2 separate regions of the Pan troglodytes genome follow, and region 2 is linked to region 1. A link is a contact called in public Hi-C data. All regions are on one chromosome and are shown on one strand. Each heading gives the region's core, a stretch centred on a gene start, on an enhancer-like site or on the middle of the called end of the contact. The rest is flanking DNA. Distances are from core to core; before and after follow the strand shown.

Region 1 (6,746 bases), core at 2,438-4,937:
TCTAGTCTTACATCTTAGCTCCTGGCCTGCCCTCCATCTTAGCTTCTGGCCTGCCTTCTATCTTAGTTCCTGGCCTGCCCTCCATCGTAGCTCCTGGCCTGCCCTCCATCGTAGCTCCTGGCCTGCCCTCCATCTTAGCTCCTGGCCTGCCCTCCATCTTAGCTCCTGGCCTGCCCTCCATCTTAGCTCCTGGCCTGCCTTCTATCTTTGCTCCTGGCCTGCCCTCTATCTTTGCTGCTGGCCTGCCTTCCATCTTAGTTCCTGGCCTGCCCTCTATCTTTGTTCCAGTCCTCCATCTTAGATCCTGAGCTTTGGGTCTCTTTTGTTTTGTTCCCTAATGCAGATAGAGATAGTCTATATTCAAATACTATAATTAATTTCCAGCCATTGTGGAATGAAAAACACATTTTAATTTCCAGAATTTAATTTCCAACTTTCCTTTCACAAATACTTTTAAATTATCTATTTATTACCCTTGAAATAATATGTCTTATGGATAGGTCTCTGTAACTATCACAGCATATGATAGTGACCTTTATGTTTTTTTGAAAATATCTGTGTAATACAGATTGCTAGCTATTTTTTATGTTAAAAATAAGACAAGGGAAGGTTGTCTGGATGACTGAACTGAAAGAACTCTCAGGTGAACTTTGCTCCATAGTGAATATGATTGAGATTTATAGAATTATTAAGTTGTGGCTTCTTAAAAATTGCCACCGAAACAAGAATGCCTGAATTTTGTGTTCTGGGTGATCGTGGATGAGCACATGGCACATCTGAAAAGTGATTTGGCCCCAGGCCTCCTTACCTCCCTGCAGGTGGCTGTGTTCTCTTCGGTTAATCCCATTAGCTGGCAAAGGCTGATGAGGCTACTCTTAAGGGACATGTGCGTTTTAATAAAGAGCTTTAGAGGCCCAAAAGCCCAGAGAGTCACATTTGTAATAGTGGGGTTCTCAAGAGTAGCATTCTAACAAGAGGCATTGGGGGGAACAGGGGAGAGCATTTGGGCAGTCACCCCCTCCCCACTTCTAGTTCCAGCCCCATACCCTGTTTTTCCAACCCAAGTCTATGGCTGCCTAGCAGCCCTCTAAGCAATGAGTTGACTTTCTTCCACTGTGACCCCAGGACACGTGGACCCCTCACACCAGATCTCCAAGTAGCAGCATAGTGCTCAGTGTTATTCTGCCTGGCAGCGGGGTGCCCCCCCCACCCCATTCAGTGGCAGTCAGGTTCAGATCGTAGCCTTCAGGGTGCCTGACTCATTCCGGCTCCGGTCGATAATGACAAGCCCCATGTTTTTCTCCAGCGTCCACGGCTATGACACATACAACAGTCAGGAAATAAAAGAGGCTTGAGTACTATACGGTTGCTTTACTTTCTTTAAAAAAGAAATATAATGTGAAGGACATGGGGGAAGGAGCAAGGAGGCAGGAGTCCAGGCCAGCAAATAAGCCAGCAGCAAAACAACCTTGTTGTTTGTATGTTACATAAACAGCCCCCCCAACTGTCCTGCGGTTATATCCTTAGGAAAAACTGGGGCTTAGTGGCGCTTGGGTTGATTTCACACCTTAGCTTAGAGTTACTCAGAGGTGTATTAACAGCTAATGATTCCATTGAGGGCGGCCCAGATTGCCATCTTGACTTGCCAGATATTAGCAATACTCTTATAGAAACCCAAAAGCCTGCCAATTAAGTTCCCCAGTGTAAGTTAAAAGGGGCCTTTCTGAGATGCGTGATCTTTAGGAAAAGGAAATTAAACTAATTTTGAAAGCTCCTAACACTCGAGTTTCCTTATAATGTAAGTAGGTGACGGCTGGGATTAATATTATGAGTCCCTCCCATAATGTGTATTTGAACAGATGTCATGGATTCTAATGGCAGAGTTCAAAGTCACTCAGAGGGGTGGGTTTTTATTTTTTTAATGTCACCCACCTGAAATTATTTTCAGAAAGTTCTGTAATGGCTAACAGGATTAGAATGACATTGTCACAAAATGATATGAGGTGTTAAAAAGACCCCTACATGATGCGGTGTCCACAACGCACAAGAAGTACCCCCCCCAACCCAAGTATGACTCAGTAACACTCAGTGAGGAGGAGAGCATCGAATTATATAAGTTACAGTTTTATTTCAGACACACAAGCACGTAGGCCAGCAGCGATAGTAAACATGCAGGCGTGCTTTCCCTCTGAGCATGAGAGGCGTTTGGATTTTATCCTCCCAGATGCAGAACCTCTGTACTTCTAAATAGCTTCCTCCTGACCCTTAGCTAAGTCAACGGGGAAAATCAGCCTCCAAGTTTTGCTAAATTGTGTACCATGACAGTGACTTGTATTTAGGAGACCTTGTGTGGATCTAAAGCCCAGAAGTAGCCACCACCACCGTTCCTCCTGATGAAAATGGCCTCACCAGCACCTCGCTGCAAACAGACACCAGCTCAAAACATTGATTTTCTCCCCACCCTCGCAAGGTTAGGATTCTGCTTAGAACTCTGCTTTAAGCTAAAATTTCCATCACCAAAGGGCCTGATTTCAGGCAGAGAAAGGACCACTTTAGCAAATGAGGGAAGCGAAGAGGAGTGGAGGAGGAGGGTCATTTCAACAGCAGCAAAACTCAGCCATGCCATTTTCCCTGACAGCACTTTAATTATGATGAAAGAACACGATTTTTTTTTTCCGGTTTTTACAGAGGAGGCTCGTGGTGGGGGGAAAGGAGGGGGCTCTGAAAGAGATGTGAGCTGCCAAGGTACAGAGTGCAAAGCGGCTGTCACTGCCAAATGACAGATGCAGTTGGAGAGGGGGAGAGAAGCCCTTCCCTGAGCCTGTGCACCAGTGGCCTGTTCTGTGGGGGCCCAAGACTAGTCAGCCAGGGGCAAATGGTGAATAGGATGGCCCAAAGGAGCCACCTGCTACATGCCAGCTTCCCCCTTCCCTTCCGTGAGATTTTAACCCCAGGGCTGGTTCTCCTAGTTGTGCTCTGCTCCAGCAGCTTTGAAAGCCTTGGAGGGGTTTCAAGTGGTCACGTACCTTATTGTTGAAAAGGATGTTTTTCTTTAAAGTCAGGTGCTAAGTCAGGTGTGAGGTTGAAATGGACACTTAAGGGCTTCAGAGCAGGATAAAGGGACAGAGCCCAGGAAGCCCAGGACTGATGCTCTGATGGGCAGAAGCCAGCCGTGTTTTAGGAATGGGGAAAGAGTTGGAGCACCAGATGTTAAGAGGGTACAGTCAGCTCAAGCAAGAACGAGAGAACGGCGCTGTCCCTGACTTCCCACCTCCCGGCCTTGCCAGTAATCCCTGCTCTGATTGGAGGCATGGGGTCCACAGGAGGCACCTATTGTGTTGCTACAACACCCAAAAGTGGCCTGAGAATTCTGGGCTGGTAGTGTTTAGAAAGAGATATAAGTGAATCCTAGACTCTCACAGCTGGAAAAAGCCTTTCTTCCTGGGAATGGGAAGTAACAAAATGAGTCCAGGTTAGCTGTGGAGTCCTTAGAGATGAAGGGAGCAGAGAGGGCGGAAAAGAAACAAAAACAAAGAAGGTGCATTATTTTGTGTTTCCTTTCACCTCCCTCCTTGGTTTTAGGGCCCTTTCCTGGCATGCAACAGGAAGTGCAGGCTGTGTTGAGAGCCTCTGGTGCAGACTTACGCAGAGCACAAGAGACGATGTGAGCCTGCTTGTCTGGGCTGCTTTTGTGTAACTGAATTACACAGTATCTATGTTAGAAGTGATGTCACCCAAGAGAGCCCCATGGCCTTGAACTAAACACCAAGGGGCATCGGGCCCCGGCCCCAGGAGGCCTGCTATGCAGCAACTTCTCTGAACAATTTGTGATTTTCTGTTCTTATTCCCCTCACTAAATTGTCATGCTGCTAGAGACACTTCTAATTTGATGGTTATTAATGGGCAGCTGGTAATGAAACAGCAAGGACTTAGGGCTTTGCAGTAGGTGAATTACGGACATTTACAAGTAAAACAACTTTATTTCTTACATTTAGCAAGAGGTTTAACAAGCAAAGTGCAACATCTGCAGAATCTTACGGGAGGAGGCAGTGGTCTTGAAATTGTGAGGCAGTACTGCAGGGATAGAGATCGCCTTTCCCTAGAACAACTGCAATCTCCCCATCAGAGCCAACTGGAAATACAAATTTGCTCCTATCTCCATGCGTGGTGATTCTGCCTGCTACAGAGATGGAGGAACAGTGATCTGGCTGATTGTAATGGACCCATTTAGGGAAAAACACTTAAAAAATATGTGAAAATGCATTTTCCCCCTATTCCTTCTGGAAAGCAACATTAGGGTCCGGCAGTTCTGTCTGGAAGGAGGGAGATGCAGGAGCAGCATCCTGGCTTATGACCGCCTGGCTGCTTAGTGGTTTTATTTTAGAAAGAGTTTTAATGCAGAGGCAGCGGTGGTGGTGGGGGTGCGGGTGGGGGGGGGGGGAGGGAGACAAATGAGATGTAGAGGTTTGCAGAGCCTGGAGGCCAAAGGAAGCCCACTTTAGCAGACCACATTTTCAGCATCAGAATAAGTAAAGTATTTGAGGATTTTTGTCTCCTCTTAAAAATAGGCACTTTGGAAAAGGAAAATATGCAGGCTTTTGAGAAACATAGTGAGGTGATCAGTTAATGTGAGGTGGTGGTGATTGTAATGTCGGAAGAATTGGTCTCATTTTTCATGTCACAATTAATATTGTTTGAGATTAGATAGCTTCTTAATTTAGACCATTTACATTTCACAGAGCACTAAAAAGCAAGCCTCCAAGCCACTTTCTGGCAGCACAAAGCCAAATAAATGGGAACAATATAACCTTAAAAAGATCCATTCTTTCACTTGTAGCTTTGCTCTGGTCAATATCGAGTCATTTAGCACAATCTAAAAAACTCACATTTTTCATTGCTAGAAATATGTAATTCTTCCTACTATTCATTGCCTGCAAATGTCCTGTTCTGGGGACCTTTTTGACTTGGGTTTTTGTCTTCTTGACACCAAAGCATACAATCAATTTGGTCAAAAGTTCAATCGTGAAAAAGCATCTGGATGTTTTGTCTATAAACAACCAGTTTGCCTGAATATTTGAGAGGATCAGCTCAGCCAACCACCTGTCCTGATGTTACCCCAACACAGCCCAAATGCACTCAGAGGGGTGCGGAAGGAAGGGTACACACAAACAAGGTGTGGGGGCCTCGCTTTCTCTGCTGCAGCCATCTGAAATCGGCTGCAGAGGAGGGGGGAAATGAAGCAGCAGGCTAGTCCTTCTAGGCAGACGTGGAGGGAGAACCGTGTGGAAAGATATCTTTATGGCTAGACTCTCAGCAACATCACTGTCAGAATCTGGTGCCTGCAGCCATCTTAGAATTTAGAGGAAGCTGAAGGCACCTGCCCACATTTTGTCTTAGGTTACAACCAGCTCAATCCAGCCAGCAAAAAATAAGGTTGAGAAGCATTTCACTTTTACAGAAAAAGAAAAAATCTCCATGATTCTGTTCCTTGAAAAAAAAAGCTGACCCTCCCCAACCCAAACCTTTTATTTCAAAGTCACCAAAACTGAGACTAGATAATCTCTCTCTCTCTCTTTTTCCTCGTGTGCATAGCCAGTTTAGACTCTCTTGGCTGGAATTTTTCCTGATCTCTCAGTGCAGTAAAAAGCCAGGCAGATGGGGGAGGAAGGGAACATGGAGAGGCAGAGGAAGGGGCAATGGCTCCTTGGCACATCTCCCTTTGTAGTTCAGTCTTACACGGTCCATTTTTATTTGCAAATAGCTCAGCCCAAAAGAGGGTATTGATATGACCCCCAGATGCTGTTCCGAATCCATCTTACTTATTTTCCCTCGGGGGTGCAGGCAGGGCAGAGCCCAGATATGATCAGACCTTCAAAGCGCAGCCTTGATCCTTTATTTTTCATGTTACAGTCACAGACCTTGAAAATGTGTTTTCAGCAGTTTACCACATACCGAGAATTTCAGGAAACAAAAGGTCAAGAATTGATGACTTAGATTTATTAGTGGCCCCATTAAGCAGACCTCAGAATTCTAATGATGGGTCTTTGCTAGACAAATCAATGTCATGTTTCTAAAAGGACAAGAGTGACAGCTGGGTGATTTCACAGAATTATCAGGTATTGGGAGGAAGGTTAAGCAGGGGTTCAATTACTATCAATTACCATGATGTTCTTGTTTGTTTCCCTGGGGTTTTCATGCTGCTAGTTGTGTTTTTTTTTTTCTTGCATTTGCATATTTGCTGTTTTGCTTTACATGTTTTAGAAATTATCCATCTATTTTTTTTTTCCTCTCAAAATCTCTTCTACCTTTGGCATCAATTGTAGAAACTAAATGTCTGCTGTAGAGTTCTATCCTTTAGTCATAGTTTTTTGTTTTGTTTTGTTTTGTTTAAACAAAGTTCTCTTCTCTGCCTCCCCACCCAATAAACTGAGTGGATGTGTAGTTATGCCAAGTTGTGGAAAACACATTTAACACATTTAAGAACGTGCAAGGTATGAAATATAAAGTATGTTATACCTAAGATTAAAATATTAATTCGATTTGGGGATTATGCCAGTCAACATTTTGGTTTTACATGCATTCATTCAACTAACTTATGGTATCTTGTTGAAATGATGCATTTAAAATAATTACTGATTTAATTAAAAGAAAACTAAGGAATTTTCAGGCTGAGAATGACATTAAATTATCCTGTTCTTGAGCGCCTCCCAGAGGCGTGGGTTAAATAACACCAGAATATGAATTGA
Region 2 (6,746 bases), core at 2,905-5,404, 150 kb after region 1:
CCTCATTTCCTATGAGAAATGCTACCAGAGTATAAAGATTCATTTACAAAACAATGTGAAAAACACTTTGTGCTTAAATTCTGTAACTGTTCTTATCTATAGGCTTTAAGTGCACAATACAAAACGAGTACAATTTAGTATTTCTTCTTCTAATCTACACTTTTAGTATTTAATAATTATTTCCATTTGTTACTGATAACCATGTCATTATTCTGACATGACAACAATTCAAAAACAAGGAACTACGGAGCCTCAATGACAGCAGATAATTTTGATCACCAATTAATGTCATGAAACAACTATTTTGAGACATTTTCAAAATGCTTTCTGTATCCCTTTGGTCACTAAATATTAAATCTGGCTTCCCCTGCTTCTAAGAAACCCTGGTTCACATGGCCATAATCATGCAGCTGTGCAGACAATTCCTTTAAAGAAAATGAAAAAGTCTCACAAACTAAAAATCAAGAGTAACAGTGAACCATATTTCAATTTATTGACATTGTCAATTTATGAACAAGACAGGATTTTTTTTTCCCACGGAATGAGATCCTTTTCAATCTGCCATAACATGTGCCCACACATCTTCACCTTGGAAATGCAGCATTTCAAGCTGTAGTCAGGGTCTAGGAGGAAAAAGAAAATGCAAGTTGCTGGCCAGTTCTCTGTGTTTTCTTAAAAACTCAACATGAATATAAGAAATAACTTCCTTATAGTGAACTGTATAACTGTGGCTATCATTCACATTGCCGTGGCTCAGATGTAAAAAGTGCTGGTTCAAGTACACAGGCTTAGTCAAGCAGGCATTTTCCCGCTGAGTAAAAGTAAACACTCTCCCAGCATAAAGAAACTACTTTGCCTTTAAAAGACACTAACATCTCCTTGTGCTAATGAGGTGGGGTCTGTAACCCTGAAGGGCATAACAGAGAGGGGCTAATGCTTTGTTTAAGGGGATCGGACACTACTTCCTGACCCCCAGGACTTTGCAAAATCTCAGCATTAGATGCAGTCTGGCAGCTCTGAGCCGAGTGAGGCTAAATGATTTTGTTAACTTATTGTTAAAACAAAACAACTCAACATAAAACCAGGTCTCATTACTCAGAATTATGAGATTAGACAGAGAGCCCCTAGAAAAAGGGCTAAATTCAAAACACTGCATCTTCAGACTTGTAATAAAATATTTACTAATTCAAAATGAAAATGAAAAGTGCTTAGGGGAGACAGTTCCAATAAGTAAAATTGCTCATAACCATAAGCTGCCAAAGGATTAATATTTATCACATTTCTGTGCTATTATGGGTCTGAAGCTTCTTAAAAGCAAAACAAGAAAAATTAAGTCTGAAAAACATCTCTCTGATAATTTGCCTTGCCTACTTTTGAAATAACAATGTCAAGAAAGTACTTTAGAGATCAAACCACTTTTATAATGTGGAACACAAAAGTCTACACTTATCAACTGTACAGACCTTTTTATTTCACGAGAATTTAACTTTACATCACCAACATCTTTGGAAAAGTAAAATGAACCAAACCCTCTGAAAGCATAATAAATTAGCAAAACAGTATTGGCTGCGGGGTCTTGCAGATTTTATTGCTTGATACAACAGCAGGACCCTTGCCTGTGCCTGTAGTTATTATGTTCGGGAAGTAGTGATTTGTGAGAACGTTAGTAGTTCTGGGGGAAATAAAAATGTAAAGAACTGTAGTTTTTCATGCTCTTGGACTGTTACGTAACTCCAATTGCAATTATACAAGTGGGGGGGAGTTCATCCTCCAAATTATTTGATTTGTGCATACAAATGAAACAGGTTTAATTAAAATACGATGGCTCTCTACCTAAGCATTGCTAAATGAACTGAAAATCAATGTGCCAATTACTTCTGCTTGTCAGGGCCCAAGAAGACTTTCTTTTTATTAGGCCAGGGGACTTCTATAACCTGCATGCTTTAAATTATATTATCCCAATAACTAACTTCCAAATACACTGACTAAAAAATGAATAGAACCCAAAACTAAAATTATTTTGATCTTTATGGTGCTCCAAAAACTTAAGATGCAACTGTTCTTCTAAATAAATCAGTAACTTACAGATTATTCCTTCTTTACTTTCACAATTTTTACGCTGCTGCCAGAAGTCTTCTCAGCATTTGCTTTGAATTCTGTCTTCAGTGCATCTCTCACTGCTTTTGCACAGATCTGGGAGTATCGGATGTAGCTGGGAGAAAATGAGAGAAGATATATGGTTAATTATCAATATTCCAGCCAGACAGCTGTTACTGTGTTTTCGCTTTTCTTCCTGTACTTTTTATTTTGGTTTGGTTGTACCTTATTGTAGAATTGGATTTAAAAATATGACTAATGCCAAAAAGTAACTATACAAAGAAAAAGAACTAGAAAAAAATGTACCAAAGTATTAACTGGTGTTTGGATGGATGATCTTTGATTTTTCTTCTTTGTACTGTGTTTTCTCTTTAGTGTATATTAATTCAAAATAAAAGATGCATAAATGTTTTTAAAAATCCCACAGCATAGAAAAAGACTGAAATGTTTAGAGACCATAACATGAATCATCAATTCTCTCCTCGATTTCTCTCCTTAAAACTTTAATTATATTATTCTTGGAAAATGAGGTATACATAAGAGAAAACTATTTTGAATTAAAACAATTCGTTCTAAATTATTTAAACTCTTCTCTGAGAATACTGAATTCTGTCTCACAAGTCTGCCACTGAAAATAACCTCCTAATGAAGATTTCTAAATCAAACTGAAAAGTGCTTAGAGAACATCATCAATTCTAGCAGAACTGTAAAACCTGCTTCCTGTTTGGTAGATGGACTCCCATCAACACTGTAGTTTCCAAAAGATGTCAGATCACCTTTCCCACTTTTGAAAAACAGGAAGCGGGGAGGGGTGCTATTTTCTCATGTTTTAGAATTTATTTTGGGGACTCAGAGGTATGAGTTCCAATGCCTGCTTCCATTCTTACTAACTGGGTGACCTTCAGGCTGTTCAACCTTTTCAGCACGTTTACTCACCTGAAAAAAACAACAGAATAAAAGGACAATAATATCTGTCCTGTTGATAGCTGGAAGGAGGAAAAACAAGTGTGAAAAAGTACGGATCACAGGGTAGGTTGCCTAATAAACGGTATCTACTACTGGGACTATCATCCTTCCATCCTTCCAATTCTACAAGACTTCGCTGGCTTGACCTCAGCAAGTCGGGAAGCTCCGCTGTAGTGTAGTCACATGTACCCACAAAATGTAAAGTGCTACACCATCCAGTCAACTAACAAGGTGTGTCACCTAGAGCAAGGTACTTCTGCTCACTCAGGTGCACGGGTAAAAAAAAATCGGATGTGACAGCTAGACCAATGGTTTGCGGTTCCACTATGAGACACCATGTCCTCAAGTGGGTTCCATATTTGAGCTTTCCAGGAGCCACCTCTCATCTTTGTGAGGGGCTCTCGACAGTTACGGCTTTCACCCCTTTTAGACATAAGGAAACCTGAAATCAACAGGACTTAAAAGTTTAAAAAAAAATGTGTAAAGTTGTAAAAGGCTCCACCTCGATGCTGGATTAAAGGTCAAAGCTGCTAACGGCGGTCACGTGGAGAGAAATCTCCTGTTTCCCGAGGTGGATGTGACTGTACTACTTTCACCACCTGGCTCCAGCACCATTCTAGAAGAAAAAGGTTTGCTGAATAAGAGCTGGCCTCTCTCTCTCTCTCGAGAAACCTGCCATTCACAAAGGTGTCCAGGGGCACTCTGTGGGTGCTGGGCCGCACCGTCGGGAAGCGAGGCAGGACACAGACGCGCTCCCACGCGAGGTCGAGGCCGCGCTCGCCTGAGCGCTTTGCCCATAGCGACGCCATCTTGGTTGGGCTTGGCCCAACCCCGGTCACGCGTGGGGCCGCTGCTCCGTGTCCTGCATGACCTCTGGGCACCGGGATGCGCGCGGGCCGGCTCGCGAAGCCCTTCCCTCTGGAGGCCTGGGCCTACCTGAGTCCAGCCTGTCTCCAGTAGGCCACCATGCTGTAGGGAAAGCGGAGCTCGTCGGGCCGAATCGCCAAGACGCCGGCAATGTCGGCTCAGCCGGGCGGTTCAGCCGCAGGAAGATCAGACCACAGAAGCGGAAGGGGCGGGGCGTGCGGACCTGCCAATCACCGCCTCCTACCCGGCCCCGCCCCTGAGCACGGCCCCTGCTGCCCTGCCGCGGAAGCCCCCCGGCGCCGGGAGCCAATGGGCGCGCGCGGTCTGGACTGCGGGTGCCAATCCCGGGGCGGGCCGGCCGGCCGCGCCCACCTATTGGCTCCAAGAGCTCCCGGGGCGTGTGTCCCCCGACCTTCCGTATTACCCCGGCGGGGACGACCGGGGCAAGAAGGCCGGGGTGTCCCCGCTCGCTAAGGACCACTGAGCCGCGTGCTTTCGGGAAGCGAGGACGCGAGGCGGCGCGGGCACGGCCGCTCCGAGGGCCTGGCTTTGCGCCCGCTTCAGGGAAACGGCGCCGGCTTTTTTAAATCTGTGGACAGACAAGCGTGTCCTGAGAGCTGAGATTTAGAAAGGCTGTTAGGGCACCCCCTTTCTCGGAGTGACACTAAACCCTGGAAACCCAGTGGAGGACCCCCTAGCGTTTTCTGTAGTTCTAGGACCTGCTTCCGATGTGCGACAAGACGGAGGGTAAGGCAACAGTTGCCACTGTTGCCCGGAATGGATGGGAAGAAAAATGTGAGGAAAACCCACTGGAGGCACAGGGGAACTGCCACGCGGCCGGGAAAATGCTCATCTCAGAGCCTGTGATTTAGAGAAACTAACCCAACGCAGTGAAGGCTCACAGTCTAGGAATTAAAGTGTTTCTCTCATAAAGAAAAAAAAGCCTTTGCCCTTCACCTTTAATTACTAAAAAGAAATTATAATCAGGAAAAACATCACTTAAAAGAAAGTTTTTATTAACAAAAGTTTTCCTTAATCCACATTTCAACTTTATTAAATAGTCCAAGGGTTTCATTTATGAACACTTATTCCAGTTTAGTTCTCTTAAATTCATTTGCTTGTTGTGCATTTATGTTTAAAAAGGTAACTAACTGCACTGGAAAATGAAAATGTATAGTTTTATCAATAGGTCAGTTTTAAAAAAATCAAAGGATAAGGATTTAAAAATATTAGGGCATTACACCTTTTTCAGAACAAGGATAATTTACAGAAATTATACAAAGCAGATTTTCATCAAATAGCAATTATTTAGCGATGTTTTATTTAGCTGAAATGTTATTTCACTTGTAAAAACTATCTCCGGTTACAAAAAAAAATCAGAAACCTTATTAAATTTAACCTGCTTTTACAAATGTCCTAAGAAGTCTTAAGCTAAACAAAATTTAAGTAGGAAAACGATAATTTAAAAATAGTGTGTTATACTATTTCTGTGGTTTATGTACATATATTAACTGGTCTCTTGGATAGGAAACATGACTAGAAGTTTATCACACTAAGCACTGTAAAATAAAGGCAAGAGCTAATCATCTTCTAGCAAAAATAGTCTCTATGCAACAATTGCAAATGTCAAAGCTATTATTTAATGGTTAATTGCCTGCTACAGTACATAAAGTACATTTACTGGATTGTTTTTCAGTTTGCAGCTGCCCTCTTGACATCCCAAATAAGGAATTCCCGTTAAGTAAAACCTGCAGTGCAATTCACTCAGTGGTTAGTTTCAGGCCAAGCCTCCCCCTACCATTATCCTTGTTCTTCCCCACCGCCCCCAAATCCTGCAGTGGCACCATATTATTAAAAACACTAAGTACCTGGGATTTATGCCTCAGAGCAAGACATCATTTGAGTAATTTCAAATGATACACAGCTCCTTCATGTAAAAAAGATGTTTTGTGGTCACAATTACTTCAAAAAGTAATTATATTCAAATAACCTGACATATCATGCCTTAGCAATTACAAAACCATGATTTTGACACATGGCAATTTTTAAGTTAGGCAAATGTGAAATGCTAAAAGATGTGAACAGCTGTTCTTCTGTTTAAGTTAGAGCACTGCAAAACTCAGGTAATGACTTTTATTTTTTTCAGTTAACATAACCAGCCCACGATACAGCATACTAAATCACAAAGTACAAATCCAAGGAAGTTAATACCTTTACTAAGTTACAAAACTTGGGCAAATCAATACAGTACTCTTTTATAATGAAACCATACTTTTGTTGGAGTCATGTTACTTTAGTGATAATTTTCACTCCAAAAATATTTAAGTACCAAATCAAAACACTGGTTTTTAATGGTGGTTTATAGCATAGTAAGGTATTTTACACAAAATATATTTTAAAACTACACAATTTCTCCTTTTAAGTGAGCTCCCTTGTGCAAGCTGCTGAAGTGTACAGCAGCAGGGCAATGGGCGTCTATAGGAGGTGGCTCTGCTCTGTTCTGGGGTTGGTCCAAAGTCAGGTGGAGTTCCAATGTATGAAAAGCTTGAAAAATCTACCTTAAGGAGACTGAATATCAATACCAGTTTCCAAGGAGTTCTTGTTGAATTTTCACAGAGATACTGGAACCCTCAAAATCAGATAGTAATTTCAAACAACATTAATTTCAGATGATCCCTTTTATTTAGAGGCCCTGCATCTGTTTTGATCAAGTCACATAGCCTTACACCAACTTATCAAAAAAAAAAAAAAAAAACTACCCAAAATATAGTTGTATTTTTAAAATACCAAATAAATATATAGTCAGTTTGGAGAGA

The links. Hi-C and Micro-C count contacts between places; a contact is called where the count stands out from the background.
Region 2: a contact with region 1 is called in a Hi-C map of stem cell-derived neural progenitor cells, with 2.2 times the contacts expected there. The contact joins the promoter of ATP5F1E here to the enhancer-like site in region 1. A contact is called at or near these places in 1 of 7 Hi-C or Micro-C datasets (stem cell-derived neural progenitor cells) and 1 of 1 datasets of contacts at active chromatin or transcription factors (stem cell-derived excitatory neurons).

The regions. Positions count from the first base shown.
Region 1 is chr21:65,170,159-65,176,904 of NHGRI_mPanTro3-v2.0_pri, forward strand. The region is part of intron 1 of GNAS (GNAS complex locus); the gene reads left to right. All of the region lies in intron 1 of LOC104003639 (neuroendocrine secretory protein 55), which reads left to right. Among named protein-coding and RNA genes, the nearest start is that of GNAS, 37 kb to the left of the region's middle. Within about 2 kb of position 3,688, at least 3 of the 24 cell types and tissues checked have an H3K27ac peak or open chromatin away from gene starts, as enhancers often do. A contact at or near this core is called in stem cell-derived neural progenitor cells, where this site is marked.
Region 2 is chr21:65,324,661-65,331,406 of NHGRI_mPanTro3-v2.0_pri, forward strand. ATP5F1E (ATP synthase F1 subunit epsilon) reads right to left here and starts at 4,155. Exons shown (of 3, transcript XM_003317028.7): 1 at 4,000-4,155; 2 at 2,086-2,212; 3 at 469-623. The coding sequence starts at 4,031. The coding sequence ends at 2,089. It overlaps PRELID3B (PRELI domain containing 3B), which reads right to left. Exons shown (of 6, transcript XM_514752.6): 6 at 4,926-6,746.